Linked DNA regions of Bombyx mori: region 2 is linked to region 1. A link is a contact called in public Hi-C data. All regions are on one chromosome and are shown on one strand. The core of a region is the stretch at or near the end of the contact, and the rest is flanking DNA. Distances in the headings are between cores, read along the strand shown.

Region 1 (2,619 bases), core at 77-2,576:
CATAACAATGTTCAAACTTATAATTTAAATTGATAATTATAGTCGAATTTCGACTACTGAGCAACCACAAGTACAGTTTTAATGTGAGAAGACGGTATATTCAGACGACACTTTCGTTTCCAGCGTTGAAGCTAAGCGACTTGGTGAGTCAGCTGCAGCAGAGCTACCAGTTGACCACGGCGGGCCGGTTCCCCGAGGCCATAGAGCGGCTGCAGGGCGTGGCGCAGCGCGTGCCGCTGCTGCTGGTGGACTCCAAGGCCGAGCTGTCCGAGGCCCAACAGTTATTGGCCGTCTGCAGGGACTACCTCGTGGGACTCGCCATGGAGACCGCCAGGAAAGGTAACGCTTGCACATCTCTTCCCGAGCTCATCGAAAGACGACTATCATATGACTATGGTGTCAGTGTACTGCGATCGTTAAAGCCTTTTTACTAGTGGTAGGGCGTGTTATGAATTCCGGTTCGGAGAGTGACAACCCTAATGAGATACAACTGTGACTGCGACCTCATGTCCGTAGTTTAATCAATGTCTGCAATACGATGATAAGTAAAAAAAAAACTTACTGAATTAGTGAAATGGATTCGTTTAGAACGGGCTCCCAAACATATTTTGTCTACTGCCCACTTTGAGAAAAATCATTTTTAGCGCCCCCATTTTTTCACCGATGAAATTACAAATCGCCACCCAAGCCTCTACACAACGCCCCAATTTTTTTTCTGGGTCTCTTACCGCCCCCCTTTAGGCCTGCAGCGCCCAGAAGGGGGCGTCATCGCCCACTTTGGGAAAGGCTGGTCTAGAATATAGAAAGACCGTGCAATTAACTCGAAGCTTGGTTATATTGTTGTTGTTGGCTTTCCACATACTATTGTACGACAAAGCACGGGTGTACAATAAACGGTTTGACAATAAGTAGGTACCTAAGTTTAATGTCCCGCACTTGTCACACGCAGCGATGCCGAAGAACACCGTCGACGAACAGAAACGTACCTGCGAGATGGCCGCCTACTTCACGCACTGCAAGCTCCAGCCCGTGCACCAGATCCTCACGCTGCGGACGGCCCTCAACATGTTCTTCAAGCTGAAGAACTACCGCACGGCCGCTTCGTTCGCGAGGCGCCTCCTAGAGCTCGGACCCCGGCCTGAGGTCGCCCAGCAAGCGCGGAAGATCCTCCAGGCCTGCGAGAAGACCCCGACTGATGAGCACCAGCTGCTCTACGACGAGCATAATCCATTCAGCGTCTGCGGCATCAGCTACAAGCCCATCTACCGCGGCAAGCCGGAGGAAAAGTGCTCGCTGTGCGCGGCTAGCTTCATGCCTGAACACAAGGGGAAGCTGTGCCCGGTGTGCGGGGTCGCCGAGATCGGCAAGGACGCGCTCGGCCTCCGTATCTGTCCCTTACAGTTCAACAGATAGACTTGCACGTTAAAATCGCGTATCGAATTATGTAAGATTAATAATAATAATAAAGTATGTATTGTATGTTTCCTACTTATTTTATTTCTGTTCAATCATTCGTTCGTTCATTCGGTCATTCATTGACGTCACAGGAGTTGATGCGTCCAACAATTTCTGAAGTGCAAACAATAATTTGTATATATTAATTATGTAGACATTATAATGTAAGACTTTTAATAAATATCAAAGTGAATAATTTAGTTTTCATGTTAAATACGCAAACTGTAGTGTTCTACAATAAATACATGAAGAAAACATAATTGTTATTCATTAAAGAGTTACGCTAAAATAAACCTTGAGATTAATAGCATAAAGTGGGGTTTATTCTTAATGACAATAATCGCTTTTGCATTGATTCTTTTATTTTTAATTATTTCTGATTGCTATAGACGTCAGACCCTGGTGAGTGAAGAGAGGTCATCAATCACGAGCGCCTGCGATGCCAAGCGGCTGCTTTCATGGAGTCACGACTTCTTGAGGCCATCTTTGTAGATGATTCGTTTAAAGAAATCTGATTTTATCGTAAATTAAATTGGATCATAGAAATTGCTTCAAGTCGTAGACAAAATGAAAACACTTTTATGGCTTAGTCACGTTTTTTATTGTTGTTATGTTATTTCGGACGTTTCGAATACTTACCAGCTTTACAGAGAGAGAGAGGGGAAGAGAGAGAGAGAGAGAGGGAGAGAGAGAGAGAGAGAGAGGGGAAGAGAGAGAGAGGGGAAGAGAGAGAGAGGGGGAGAGAGAGAGAGAGAGAGGGGAAGAGAGAGAGACAGGGGGAGAGAGATAGATAGATTAAAAAACAGTTAACAACCAGATAAGTACTACAGATAGTTATACAGTTACTGGTATCCATAAACCTGGAAATCGTAATATGGGGCCGGATGGCGGTGCGAGATTTGTTCCCAGTTATTGTTATTCCATTATGAACATTACAAAATATAATTGTTGAGGCTTGTTGAGGGTTCAATTTATGAAAACCTTAATTAAAAATTTCAAGGTGCTCACTCACGGGGTCACCGCTTTAGCGGTTATATTGGTAGTGGTGAGAGTGAATAATGGTTAGGGGCGTTATCGGAAGTGAGAAAATTATAATAACTACTGGTCCCGCAGTAGTCGAAATTCGACTATAATTAATTGAAATTATAAGTTTGAAATTTATTA
Region 2 (2,619 bases), core at 71-2,570, 140 kb before region 1:
TTCATTGTCCTCCAGATCCCTCTGAGGGCCGACCAGAACGTCTCCATCTGCTTGGGCATGCCGAGTTGTTCCCTCACGAAGTTACCGTCGACCAACTTGTCGTAGTTCAACGTGACCGGGACTAGGAGGGCGTCGTCTATGGTGCCATCCAAATACGCATCCATTATCACGGACAGGATTCCAGCTGAAAAGATTATGGCATTTTATTAGCTTAACAGTTAACAAACTACGTTATTATCAGACAGACTTGACACGCACGAATTAATAATGAAGAAACAATTTTTGTTAGATAACAATGGATGTAGGGTGCCTTAATTAATATTTTTTATTTATCGGATTATATGAAGTCTTGACTTTAAAATACTTAGAGACAGAATTTCAAAAGTGAGACTATCTACAAAGGCGTTCCTGATAAATCTAAGCCAGGTATATGTGATATATATATTTTAATAGAAGAAGAAAGATATATTTTATAACTCAAATCTACTAACTAAGCAAATTATTTTTTGATTATCTTATCAGTGCAAGAAAATGTATCGGTTAATATTCGATATAGAGATGAGATTCAGTCAAATCAAAGCTAGTACCCAAAAATTTATTGCACTTGCCAAAAAATTCTAGGGTTTAAAAACATACCATTTCCACACTCTATTTCCTCGTGAGCATAAACAAAATTACTCAAATTAGTGTGCAAAACAAACTTTAAACTATTTCAAGATATTTTTTTATCACTGTCATAGGAATTATTACAAGTTTAATAAACGCAACCATTGACCGTGTCATAACAAAGGCGTGATACTTTGCGGCAGAATTAGGCATGATGGCGGTACCACCAGTGCACGTCAGTTGGCAGTAAGCTCGTACGATACTCAGAGAAGGCTGTCCATTCTCAGACGAGCCCTTAGTTGGATACCTCGATAGATATTGAAAGAGATGCACATAACCCACATTTTATTTCCCTACCTATGCTGATAGCCTTGTGGGGCTATTTTAGCTTCTCCTTGGCGTGTAGGTGAGCTCACGGGGCTCAAACCGGGAGTGTTGCTAACACTGGCCCTAGCAAGAGTAGTGCTTCGCAGAATCTACCACCGGATCGGAAACGCGAAGAAGATCCGGCAAGAAACTCAGTGGGCTGTGTCTGTGGGTTAAATTACTCGTCGAGCCCTTGGGTTCAGCTAGGACGGTGACTGGGCTACCCACAGTTAAAGGGCACCAGATTTAAAGTTGTAGTGGTCGCCCCTCCCCCCGCGGGGGGCGAGTTGCGCCCCCCGCCCAGTACAGCGCGCGTCCGTACGTTGGTACCGTAGCGCAGTGTGTACCTTTGGGAGGCTGCGGCTTCCCGGTCCTAGTCCGGCCGCCTTCAATGAAGAACTCCAGATTGTTGTTGGCCGCCAAACTGTTTATGATGTAAGATCTGAAATTGATTTAATTCACGATATGTATCTAGTGTTGTACTAATGTACATACATATGTAGATTCGTTTAAATCTTACATGTTTTATTATAACTTGACTTATAGGTAAGGTAGGTACGAAGCTCAGAGATAATGATAATTTACTATCACTATTTGTAACGTAAATAAATTATACGCTCAGGCCTTATACAATTAAGACTTAGACCACGTGTTTCAAATGTTGGGGCATTCGCGTTATCATATCTTTTTGAGGCATAAGGTATATTTGTCATGCGGATGTCCCATTCATCAAAATGAAATGCATGACTGTTGCAAAAGATCAAATGATTTGTATGGACCCGTATGGACCTCACTACGCCCTGGGGCTAGGAATTAACGAGTCGGTTACCTTAAAGCTGCTTTATAGACGGGGTCGCCGTTGTGCTCGGAACCGTCAACTCTTCGTCTGATGTAAAAAGCGCCGCAGCCGCGCAGTATCCACCTGGAGCACGGAATGGGGTTCATTTAGATTATTGTTTACATGACTGTCACTAAGGTGAAGGTGTATTGGAGGAAAAATGTTAATTCAGTGGTCCGTGGGAATGAAATGTTTTTTCCGGGATAAAAGGTAGTAGTAGTAAAGGTAAGTACGTTTGTGTGAGTGACTTAAGCTTATCTCTTTAAAATAATAATGTCAATCCGTTGTTTTGTGTTCACCGTGAAAGTCCGTTTCCCGTGGAAATGAGGTGTTTTTTTTTCGAGATTATAAGGCAGTACACCTGACTAATTTAAAATCATAAATTTAAGAAAATAATTGCTTAGTTACGTTGTGAAAGTTAGACAAATAAACACACTTTCCCATTTATAACATTAGTATGGATATACAGCGTGTTGTTTTGTATGTAAGGATTTTTTTTTTGTATTTTCGGAAAGTTTTTACTGTGGTAAACTAATATGTAGCAATCTAATGTATATTTCATTATATTTCAAGTAACGTAAGAACAATAGATTAATACTATATTTTTTCGATTGCGTTTAAAACGTAATCTTTTCAGGAAGTTAGTTGCCTAATGAGCAATTATTAAATTTGTCAAACTTGTTTATGTTTTTTTTTTATTGCTTAGATGGATGGACGAGCTCACAGCCCACCTGGTGTTAGGTGGTTACTGGAGCCCATAGACATCTACAACGTAAATGCGCCACCCACCTTGAGATATAAGTTCTAAG

Evidence for each region. Hi-C and Micro-C count contacts between places; a contact is called where the count stands out from the background.
Region 2: a contact with region 1 is called in a Hi-C map of posterior silk gland, with 1.9 times the contacts expected there. The contact joins two enhancer-like sites. A contact is called at or near these places in 3 of 7 Hi-C or Micro-C datasets (posterior silk gland and whole pupa).

The regions. Positions count from the first base shown.
Region 1 is chr26:3,487,183-3,489,801 of ASM3026992v2, reverse strand. COPA (coatomer protein complex subunit alpha) reads left to right here. Exons shown (of 21, transcript NM_001172721.1): 20 at 124-339; 21 at 950-1,646. The coding sequence ends at 1,413. Among protein-coding and RNA genes, the nearest start is that of COPA, 24 kb to the left of the region's middle. Within about 2 kb of position 1,326, at least 5 of the 8 cell types and tissues checked have open chromatin away from gene starts, as enhancers often do.
Region 2 is chr26:3,625,407-3,628,025 of ASM3026992v2, reverse strand. It overlaps LOC101740254 (glycerol-3-phosphate acyltransferase 1, mitochondrial), which reads right to left. Exons shown (of 16, transcript XM_004932995.5): 7 at 1,802-1,894; 8 at 1,320-1,414; 9 at 1-184. Among protein-coding and RNA genes, the nearest start is that of LOC101738018, 20 kb to the left of the region's middle. Within about 2 kb of position 1,320, at least 5 of the 8 cell types and tissues checked have open chromatin away from gene starts, as enhancers often do.